Regions from separate parts of the Rattus norvegicus genome. Here region 1 is linked to region 2. Evidence: chromatin contacts called from public Hi-C data. All regions are on one chromosome and are shown on one strand. Each heading gives the region's core, a stretch centred on a gene start, on an enhancer-like site or on the middle of the called end of the contact. The rest is flanking DNA. Distances are from core to core; before and after follow the strand shown.

Evidence for each region. Hi-C and Micro-C count contacts between places; a contact is called where the count stands out from the background.
Region 1: a Hi-C map of kidney shows a contact between it and region 2, with 3 times the contacts expected there. The contact joins the enhancer-like site here to the promoter of Arl15 in region 2. A contact is called at or near these places in 8 of 12 Hi-C or Micro-C datasets (the A7r5 cell line, Schwann cells, frontal cortex and 4 more).

What each region holds. Positions count from the first base shown.
Region 1 is chr2:47,235,618-47,241,634 of GRCr8, reverse strand. All of the region lies in intron 1 of Arl15 (ADP-ribosylation factor like GTPase 15), which reads right to left. It also overlaps the pseudogene Blvra-ps1. Among named protein-coding and RNA genes, the nearest start is that of Arl15, 67 kb to the right of the region's middle. Within about 2 kb of position 1,459, at least 3 of the 93 cell types and tissues checked have an H3K27ac peak or open chromatin away from gene starts, as enhancers often do.
Region 2 is chr2:47,169,347-47,175,392 of GRCr8, reverse strand. It overlaps Arl15 (ADP-ribosylation factor like GTPase 15), which reads right to left and starts at 4,005. Exons shown (of 5, transcript NM_001399590.1): 1 at 3,857-4,005. The coding sequence starts at 3,904. It also overlaps the pseudogene Blvra-ps1.

The DNA of each region.
Region 1 (6,017 bases), core at 210-2,709, 69 kb before region 2:
TACAGAATTCTAGGACAGCCAGGGCTACAAAAGGAACCTTATCTTAAAAAAAAAAAAAAAAAAAAAATGGGGCAGGTGTTCCCAGACCCATGCAGTCAAGTTGACAACCAAGAATAGCAAGTTAGGCTGACCAAAAATAGCAGTGACAATAGCATTAGCTATCCCAAATAATCCGCCAAATCATGTTTCCCTAATGGAGCAAATATGCCTTAAGTGCTTAGAAGGGCTAATTAATGCTAACATAGAATACAGGTGATTATTAACCCAACTTCCAGATATTAAAATGGCCCTCAACTCACAGCTATGAGACCTGCAAAGCCCTTGGAAAGTTAGAGCCAAGGCTTGAGGAGTCCCTTTGGTTGACTTTTTAGGCTAATGTCAAAAAAAATAAATCTATGCAAGTTTCTCTAAATGACATAGGTGAGAAAAAGATACTCGGCTTTATGCATAATACCAGAAAATGTAATAAATAATGGGATTATTAAATTATTATTAAAATAGATTGAAAAATAGTTATAGGCTATTGAGTAATGGGTTGAGTTATATCTTTAGAACACATACATCCAGATTTATGGAAGCGTACATTTATTGAGAGGAGGAATTATATATTAACAGAAAAGGAGTGACAGATTTTCTTTTTACTGTTTAAAGGTTATAAGCAATTTTAATTAAAAATAATTAAATAGGAAAGGAAATTTTTAGTGTATTATGAACACTATTGTTTTTCCTAAATAAAAACAATTCAAGTTAGTTCACAAGGATACCAAAAGACTGAATAACAGTAGAAATGGTCTATTTGATTTTAAAATTGTGGGACGTCTTTATCAAAGAAACTCACTGTCTAACTCCCACAGTGAGGACACAGGCATGGGTGGCATAGAAGCCCTCCCTGCCACACTTAAAACCTGGCAGGGACAGCTAATCTAGTCCGATTTCTACTGTCTGCCTGGATGAAAGAGTATATTCCTTGTTTACTCTTAAATTCTGGGATCTATAAATAGCCGTAATACTATCACAGAGATATCGTCTGGCCTTGAACTTGGAATTCTTGTACACTAGCTTCCGCTACTGCAACTTAACGAACACAATGCTTCGATGAGAACTGGCTTCATTACGCTCGGCTAGAGGTGAAGAACTAAACATTCAGTGGTACTGCCACACAGAAGCCACCAGGGGGCACATCCTTCCACCTGTGACTTGAGGAGCAGCTCCCAAAACAAGTATTTCTTTCTGAGTCAGTTTAAACAGCCAGACAGAGCTAAGGCAATCCTCTCAGGTCACACTTCCTATGAAATTCTCCTGGCCCTTCATGATGTGTCCCCCCTCCGATCACAACATTGGCTGGCACCTCCTACAACAGGATCTCTTTGTGCAATCAAAACTCTTTCACCTCATACCCCATGTGTAGCCTACAATTACCACAAGTTTAGAAATTCATTTCCTATGACTCTGCTACTTCCTATCAGTCAGCTCAACTGCCTCAAGAAAATGGAACTGGCACACCCCTTGTTAACAGGCAGAACTTAAAACTAAAGTCAGAGTGAGCAATGCATGGCGTGTGGCCCAGTTGGAGTGACAATGAAGTTTCAAACTCACGTTACGTGGGAAACAGTTCAACAGGCTTCTTCTTTAAGACACATTCTGACCTCCCTTGGTATTTATTACTTCCCAACTTCTCTATCTATGAAGTCAGAGTGTCTATCTGGGATTTTATGCTGGCATGTATTTCTAAAAACATGGAAATGGATTATATAAAACGATATTAAAATAAGAAGAATCCCACAAATAAGATGGCAAACACAGTCCCCACAAATTAAGCTGAGTCTTAAACAAATTCTCATTGGATTTACATTTTAAATGCAATAAAATAAAATGAAATCACAAGAGCATAGGTCTAAAGTAGTGGTAGCTTATAAGATAGAATTTTTATGGGGGTTGGGGATTTAGCTCAGTGGTAGAGCGCTTGCCTAGGAAGCGCAAGGCCCTGGGTTCGGTCCCCAGCTCCGAAAAATAGAACCAAAAAAAAAAGATAGAATTTTTATTAAAAGATTTATGTATTTTACTTTTATGTATGGGTGCTTTGCATGCATGTATATATGTGTGCGCACCATTTTCATGCAGTTCCCGAGGAGGCCACAAGAGGGCATCGGATCCCCTAGAACTGAAGTTAGGGGACCTTGGTGAGCGGTCTGTAGATTTTAGGAAATGAACTGAGTCCTCTGCAAGAAAAAGCAAGAGCTCTTAACAGCTGAGCCACTTCTCCAGCCCCAAAATTGGTGCATTCTTCTGGTTGGGGACCAGGATTCAAAGACTACCTGATTACTCTTCCCAAATAATTATTCTGTTAATCCTTGCTGTCACAGTCATTACTTTATCCCTGAGTTTAACGACCGTTGGAAAGCACTTGGATGGCAGAAGAGAAAGCAACCTGACATGTGGTGGCTAGAGCTAAACCCAGCCTTGCGGCTGGTGACCCTTTGCTTTCCAGAGGTATTACAAGTGAGTCCAGCAGGCCCAGCTGCAAATTCCGAGGTAGAAAACTTTTCACCCCAGGACTGGTTCTACAATACACAACGACGAAAGACAGGGAGCAAGGAGGGAAAGAGGACACTGCCGGGTGGTGTCCCCAAACCCCCTGACTTCTAAAACAAACAGAATACAAAATCTTTGTGACCAGACCAGTGTGTGGCCACTTTCCCCAGGGAGGGCTTTATTGGGCACTAGAGGCCATCTTTTTTTTTTTTTTTTTTTTTGGTCATCTCAAAGTCGTTACAAATTCATATTCTTTAGCAGTTCTTACTCAGGAATTTCACCTTGACATTAAGCCAACCTCACAGACCAAGCGCCACTTCAAAGAGGAAGAAAATCCTTGAGTAAATGTTACAGTGTTTTCCAAATCACTCTCAAGGACACCAGGTCACTGGGATAAAATCAAGGGCATTTCTCGGGCTGGACAGGTGGTTTACAGACATCAGCACTGGACCCTAACTTCACTCACAGCATCAATACCCAACTCAAGTCCAATGCCTTGGGGCCTCCTTCCTAGGGCTGTAGATGATTCTTCTGAAGAGGACACAGAACCAGATCCAAGTCCAGGATTCTGTGGTCAGAGCTGGGAGGGTTGGTTCCATCCTGCAGTACCCTGCCTGATGGAGACAGCATACAGGCGTGTATGCCAGTGTGCTATAAAACAGACACTAAGGGTAGCCACACAACTATCACTGAGTATGAAATTAATCATGCGGTGAGGCAGGGTGCTTTTATTAATACGATTCTGAAGATTCCGTACGATGTAATCTAGAAGCGACTAGCTCTGTTGTCTAAACAACGGCAAAACAAAACCAAGCAAGCAAACAAAACAATACAAGTATAGTTCGAGTATCACCTCTACAGTCACAGGCTTGTGTGTAATAAGACAAAAATCTCCTTTCTACGCAAATGTTAGCATAGCTAAGCGAATATAACTGTGCGACCAGCCTTCCTTCCTCCCACAGATACTGATGAGGTATTTTGGTTTTTCTGGGGTCGCAAGAGGTTCTTCCGCTAGACAGGGGAAGTTTGAGTACACAGCCCAGTGGGGAAAATGTATTCGGTCTTATCTGCAGCTAAGCGTGACCATTTGTTTATGCTCTGAATTCTGAGAACACAAATGGATGGAGACCGAGGGTTGTTTCCTTAAACAAGACGGGCAGACTATTGTCCGTCCTTCTTCCTTCCTGAAGTCTGAAACACGGGCATGTCATCTTGAGCTTGAGCGGTTATTCTGGACAACAAGGTTTCCACCAAGCACTATGGATACTGAAGCAACAGTTGAGAAGGCTGGGCTCCTGAAAGCCCACACACACCTCAGAGTATTCCTTCCAAACCTAACTCTAACTGATGTAACACCCACCCACGGTCTTTGGTGCTTTGCCACACAGAAGCCACTCGATGATCTATCTCAATAGGTACCACCAGATCCTCACATTTTAGATTTACCTTGAATTTATTTTATACTGGTATATAGAGAGGGTCACTTCCAAAATGAGAAGGCACCAAAAAGTCCCCACTGGGGTCCACTGGGTGTCACACAACACTTTACCCTCGTCCTTTCTGGAACCCCCAACACACGTTGCCTCACAAGTGTTTGGTAGAGGTGTGCCACACACCATGGCTACAGCACTTGTGTCTAGTCTGCTAATAAGTCCTTAATGCCTACAACAGGCTATTAGGAAATATTTACAGACCATGGTATTTTCCTTTCTGTTGCTATGGCAAGATTCTGATCAATAATAACAATGGAAGGAGAGGGTGTGTTTGGCTTAAGCACTTCCAGGTCACAATCCAATCTAACCCCGGGCCACTTAACTAAGGGCAGTGATATCCAGTCACCTTTCTAACATAACCCAGGGCCGTTTGTTTATGTATGATACTGTCCAGTATGTAAGGGCCCCTGTATGCACTAAGAAGGAAGTCAGTCCTGCATAGATTCTCTTACAGGCCAACATGATGTGGGCAACTACTTGATTGAAGCAGCTTCTCTCAGACTCTAGGCTGTGCCCTTACGACAACTAAGGCTGACCTGGGCCAAGCAAACCAAAAAAGATGGTCCTTAGCAAGGAAGGGTCTCTCACGGTCTGAATCATCTCAAAGGACTGATCAGATGCAGTGCCACTGAGTCCAGACACATGAACACCCTTCTAACCTCAGAACTTACTGAGGAAGCACAGCTCCATCTGACGGCAATGAATTGAAACTCTGATTCTTAATTCTTCTATTGAAAACGAGCCCCCAGAATAGAGTACCAGGCAACCTTAAACAACCTTAAGTCAGTCTGCCCCAAAGTTGTGTATTTAAAATATCCCAATTATATATTATCATTACTCACCACCACAGAAGATGAGTTTAACCTGAGAAGAGTCCTTCTACACTGTACTATGTTTAGCTTCTTTGGTCTTTTATTTCCTTACCTGTGGAATATAGGTAATTAAGCTGACATGTATTCTCCCCTAAGATCAAATGACTTCTCTATGCACTCCTCAAATAACAATCTCCCAGTAAACGTCAGGAGGATGGTATTATTATATAACTTGCTGCCTTTTTAAATGGAGCACAGAACATAATTCAACTTTCTGTCATGACTCAAATGCACCGGAGTATGGGTCTTCTCAAAATAAGCAATTATGTAATTTCGTGCTAAGTCAGATTCCTGTATAATAGAGGCATGTGCAGACGAGCCGTAAGGCAAACATCTAAGGTTAGAAGACTCGCGCTCTGCGCGGAACATGAGTCAGGACATGGATGGTACCGTGCTTGCCCGGCCTGGGGAAGGCCCTGGATCTGACCTTTGGACACTCAAATGGAAAGCAAGCACATCCTGAAACTCAGAAAGCATATTGCTTACGCCTCTCCTTTCAATGTTCTAAGACGTCTCGGAAAGAATGCCCCTGTCCTGGGGAGACAGGGGTCTGTTGGTGTGTTACCACCCAAAGTCCGAGGACCGGTGAGGGGCAATCGCTGTCAGTTTGGGCTTCCTTTATAACTATTCCTAATCCCCAAAACACAAAGATCTTGATAGAAGTAAAGAAACAGACCTAGGTAGGGACCCCCAGGCCTCCCCCACAAACACAGAAACTAAGATGATGAGAAGTCCGAGGTCAAATAGACAGGATAAATACTCCATCCACCCTGGCCACTTCCCCTACTCAGATCAACAAGGTCTTCCCAAGGGGCTGGGTACCCTGTAGCATTCTCACCAGGCCCGCCCACTCACAGGTACAAATGAACACACACACACACGCACACACACACACACACATGCTCACACATGCACACACACATGCTCACACACGCACACATACACACGTGCACACACACATGCGCGCACACACACACATGCTCACACATGCACACACATTCACACACATGCACACACACGCTCACACATGCACACATACGCACGTGCACACACACACGCGCACACACACACGCGCAGACACACACATGCACACACACGCTCACACACGCACACATACACA
Region 2 (6,046 bases), core at 2,756-5,255:
TGAACTAAAAGGAACATAAAAGTTGACCCTGTCTGGCCTCCACAGATAGAAATTCATAATAGTTCTGTGAAGGTTGTCAACTTGACTATATCTAGAATGAACTACAATCCAGAAACAGATGACACACCTGCGAGAGACTCTCTACTTGGTTTAAAGTATGTGAATCCACTTCTAGCCTGGACCTTCGAGGTAGGAAGATACACGCCTTCTGTCCAAATCTTGAGGTGCGAAGACACATCCCTTTAATCCACATCTAAAGACATACCTCTAATCTGGGCTGTACCTTCTGCTGGAAGTCTATATAAGGGTGTGGAAGAGGAAAGGTGGTGTTCTTTGCACTGGAGCCTACCTCTTCAGGATTCCAGCATATTCAGACCAGCTGAGCTACCCAGCTTTGTGGGACTGAGCAAGTATTAGATTCTTGAACTTTCTGTTCACAGCTGCCCACTGTTGGGTTAGTTGGACCGCAGTCTATAAGTCATTCCAATAAACTCCCTTTTTCTGTAGAGGTTCATTCCATAACTTGTGTGACTCTAGAGAACCCTAATACAGTATCATTCTCTCATTATAAGTTACATCCTGTTCTTGCTCTTAATAAAGCTCTCAACATTGCCTTAACCCATCAGAGAGAGAGAGGGCTATGCTGTCTGTTGGTGACAGCTAAATCCTGAATCATATACCTGTCTGGTTAGAACGTGACTTAGAAACTTGCTCAAGAGAAAAAGGAAAGAGATATGACCTCCTCCGATGGCACCCGCATTATCTAGAAAAGATAAGACTTTTATGTTTAAATTGCTAAACAAATTCTATCTTGATCATCTTAAGTGTAAAGGATACATCCTGCATTCCAAAAATCAAAATACCTAATCCAAACAGATACTATCTTGTCCCGGTTTAGAAGCCTGAGGGGAACAGAGTTACCGCTCCCGCCTCACATTCATTCATCAAAATGGAATCCCACGCTCTACCTCCATGCCAGGCACCAAGTCAGGCACAGTACCCGGTGTAACATGTAATTATTTAGGATTTGCAAGGTGTCCCTCTTTCCCTGAACCAAGATTAATGAAACCTCTGTCTTCCTTCACCTCAGCTGTCACCCCTAAGACCACTGAGGAAATTAACTGTAACTCCTAAGATCAGAGAGCTTCCTTCATCTGTCTTACCAATCAGTCCTATCAGAAGTTATTAAAAATAGCATGCACACACCACACACCCACCCACCCACCCACCTACCTACCCACACACACATGCACGCAACACACATGCACGCGCACACACGTGCACACACACACGTGCACACACACACTCGCGCAGTCCATGCACACACCACCCACACACCCACTCACCCACCCACACACGCACGCAACGAACACACGCACACACACGCGCGCACACACACACACACACACACACACACACACACACACACACCCTCTACCTCTTTTTGCCTTCCTTGGACTCCTCTCCTCCAAATAAAACAAGTTAACTGTGACACCCAAATAAAGAACAATGGGCAACACCTCCACAAACAGCTTTTCTTTCCAACATAACAACAAAAATACAGAGCACTATTTAAAGAGAAGAAAAGACCACACACCAGGACAGACAACACACCAGGACAGATGACACTCCATTACTCCTGACAGGTGTGAACAGAGCGCTCACTCCAGTCCCCTCAGCAAAGCCTGCTGTCCAACTTGGAATGAAAGAAACCTTTTCCCCCTCCTGGAAGGGAAATAAAAGGACTTAGGAATCGATTAATAAGATGCCAAGCACAGTCAAATCGATTCTGGTTTGTTTTTTTTTTTTTTTTCAGAAATGGGATTTTAAACAGACACCAGGCAAAGACTGTGTGAATGAGGAAAAAAGCGGTATAGCTCACTGTCTTCTCTAAGAGTGGATCAACGAAACAGCACAGTAAAGCTATCTGGGGAAGGCCGGACTTTGTTTTTTCCTCTCTGGTCCATTTAGTAGTGAAGGACTTTCTTTAGTGTTTTCACAGAGATACCTAACACACTCATAAAACCTGACCTGTCTCCTTTAAGACTTTGTTTTCTCCCCACCCCCACCCCTACCCCACCCCCCAGTATAGGCAATGACTTTTATGGGGCAGTTACTTCCACACTGAGGAATTTTTGAAAGCATACGGAAAGTGACAAAACAATGATTTTAGACGAAAGCCAAACAAGGTACTGGAGCAAAACAGGTAAAACAGACAGGCCAAGTCAAAGTCAAACCCAGAGCTCAGAGACTGTGACCTACACTCCCAGTGTAACCTTATGCCTACCATTATTCATCCACCTATCCTGAACCCGTGTTGAGATGGAAGTTAACCTGAGTAATTTGTATTTCTGTTTTCCCACAGTTCTTTTAGTGGGCCTGGTACCTTAAAGACGGCTATGTGCTGCAGTCCTGCAACGGTCTCAGCAGTTCACGAGAACCCCCGAATTCCTCCCTGAATCGCTATGTATTCAAAACTAGCAGTACAAGTAAGATATCCTATACTTTCTTCTTATTTGGTAATTTTTCTCACCAAACTAGCTTTTTGTGAGGCAGATTACAAGACATAACCATAGCATGGTATGGGATGAACTACAAATCAATCGACCATTCAACTTTCAAAATAGCCTTCTGGACACACTTGAGAGTTATCAACCTACAGGGCACATAAAGAATGTTCCCAAACAGATAACTCACTTAACCTGATACAGTGGTAACGCCCCTTTATGACAAATATACACGTTACTACCATAAATACATAAACAGCAAAGCCAGATTCCAACTGAGATTCTTTGATTTCGGCTCCGTTCTCAAGGTCGTGCCATAACTGGTCTCCATCCTTGCCAGTTCCTACCCAGATCTAAATAAAGCCTCACACAGGTAACATTACAACGCAGCCCTCTCTTTCCTGATCTGGAAAGTAGTCAGTCTTTCTCCGTACAGCCTTAAGTGTAATTCCTAGAAGGCACTAGCAAATCTCTGCCAGGCCAATCTGCAGTGGAAAACCATGTGTCCTACAGGATGACAGGAGGGCCAACGCTTCTAACCATCTACTTCAGCTCTGCATGGTAACAGCGGTTCGTTCTAACAATATCAACACAGTAATTGTTTAGGATTGAACACAGTTCACGTCAAAGAGGATCTGCTTGACCACAAACAGGCAGCTCTGTGGAAATACAATTTCTGGAACAAAACACGAGCTTGCACAATTCTAGAAACACGTATAAGTGTCCCGTTCCTACGCTGTGCAAAAAAAACTTTTTCCACCTAAACTTCCCAGCACAGGGCTGATCTAAAACCGGTTGCCAAACCGTGCACACCATGCACAACAGCAGCGTGCACCACAACCAGAGCCGTGGGGCAATGCCTGTCCCTGCCCAATCCTGCTCAGGCCGGGTTGCAATGTGGTTTAGTCCAGTCTACTTTCTGGTAATGTGTTTTTAAAATCCCGCCACGACCCAGGTCATTCCTTTAGAGATCTAATAACAACCAAATGACCAGACCTGCCGGGCACTTAGAGAGCTATTCTTCTTATGGCTCTTTAATAGCACCTGGAGTTCTGCTAAGGGGAGAGCGGAAAACTCCAGCTTCCCCGGAAAGAAAGTCCTGCGCCGGGAGCGCGGAGAGGCGCGCGGAGCGTGGCCCCATCTCCCGCAGTCCCGCCGGTCCCTGCCGCGCCTTTACCTGTCAGCCCGGCCTCTCCCCGGACGCCGCCCCTCAGAGCCAGCCCTGGGAGAAAGCCACTCAAGGCATCCCATCCCAAAGAAAGAAAGCCGAGAGGCTGCTGCTCCAAGCAGGGGGCCATGGGCCACCGCGAGATCCGAGGGGCGACATGCCGCCCGCGCCCCGCACCTACCAGATAATCCATGTACAGAAACGCCTCAGTTATCCGGAGATCAGACATCCGGCAGCCTAAAGCATCCGGAATGGCTCCGAACCCGGAAAAAAAAAAGCAGCGTCTTGGGCTGCGAGCGAGCAGCTACTGAAAAAGCCAGCAACAGCGAAAATCGCCGAGAGCAGCCGAGGAGCCGAAGATTACACCAGGGGAGCGGCGATTGGCTGGGAGGGCGGGCAGAGGAAAAGGAGCGCGCTCATTGGCCGGAGCGCCTATAAAAGGCAGTCCCCCGGTGGAGGGCAGCAGAGAAGCGCGGGACTCAGTAGAGTCCTGGTTCCTGTGTGCTGGGGGAGGGGTGGGCGGAAACGCGCTGCGGCCGGCGGAGCCTCGGCGGCTCCCTCAGCCTCCAGTCCGCTGGAGACCAGACTAAGCTCCCAGCCAGAGGCTGAAGAGCAGCGGTGTCCCCGCCCACCCCTTCATAAGAAACCAGCCCGGGGCGCTGGGAGGGCAGAGTAATCACCGAAACTTACTTTCTCTGCCCCGAGCGGCTTCCAGTGGCCTTGAGAGACCGAGGACCTTAGGGTTAGAAGGGCAGACACCTCAAAGAAAGCAAGTTGTGCACTACCCGGAACCGCATTGGCCCTCCAGGGTGTCTGCTACGGCAGACAACTTGAGCTTGACCCTTCTGCGGCTCAGCACCAGTGCAGCCCAGGTTAGGAACCTAGAGGCTGTTAGAACTTAAGCAACCTTGAGGAAAGTCGCTTAAAAGTCCAGTTAGTTACATTGATCATGATCCAATGTCCCTGAATAAGATCGTGACCTCTAAAGGACCCAACTAATACTGCTCGTGAACCTTATCTTAGAAAAAAAAGAAGTCTAAGAGCAGATGAACTTGAGACTTGTGCGTTTCCTAGTTTAAAAAAAAAAAAAAAAAAAGCACAAGGCTCTGGGTTCGGTCCCCAGCTCCAAAAAAAAAAAAAAAAAAAAAAAAAAAAAAAAAAAAAAAAAAAAAAAACCTTGGAATTGAGTGAAGATGGAGTCAAACAAGAGGTAAAGATAACAGTCGGTTCTGGATTTTTTTTTTCTTCCAAGATTCAGGCTAGAATGATCATACACTCAATCAAAGCAAAGATAAAAGAAGATAACCTGCCATTTGGAGTTCGCTACGGAGAGAAGTAAAATATAACCCACGCCAAAACTGAATATTAAAAGTGTGCCATATCGGGGTTGGGGATTTAGCTCAGTGGTAGGGCACTTGCCTAGCAAGCGCAAGGCCCTGGGTTCGGTCCCCAGCTCCGAAAAAAAGAAAAGAAAAAAAAAAGTGTGCCATATCTTTTGTACCCGTAATTCCGTTTCTAGACATTCTTAGGATAAAAAAGCTGTGCGCGGCGTTATAAGTGAACGTTTGCTGCAATGTTTCTAATAGAATCTTGCAGGTGTGGTGCTGCTTTTAATCCCAGCAAAGAGACATGAAGATCCTTGAGTTCAAGACCACCTGGACTACAGAATAAATTCCAAAAACAGCAGGGCTACACAGAGAAACCTTGTCTTGGGGGAAAAAAGAAGAACCTCATATGATTTGTTAACAGGGCACACTTACACAATAAAACTTTATACAGCTGTTAAACATTTATGAAGTTTCATAATATGATGAAGTTTACAGTGAACTCATATTCTTTGCTCAGATGTCACAAGTCAAAGGAGTATTCGGAATGATAGAATTTGGAAGACTAGGTTGCAAAAATACTATTCTGTTATTTCCTGCCAAACACTGCTACCCTTTAAGGCAGAGGTGACTGAAGTTTCCCTCTACCCCTGCCCCTACACACACACACACACACACACACACACACACACACACACTTTTTGTGTGTGAGTCTTCAGGTAACAAATATCATTGCAAGTTTACTGCAGGACAGTGAAAATAGTTGTTATTTTAAAAAAAACTGTATTGTTCATTATAGAAAACCATAGAATTCACCCTAAATATACACATAATCAAGGTAGGGCGTGCAGCCCCTTCTGCTCCCGGGTCATGTGCCATATGACCAAATGCACTATCTAATCTCTGAACCTGTTTCCTCAGCTACAAAAGGAGGAAAGAGGGTTTTCAGGGTAATTAGAGGACTTTGATTGTATACATACACGTGTACAGGGCTGGCCTTTATTGATATAATTGCCAAGGTATATGTGTTTAATAACTTATTGAAA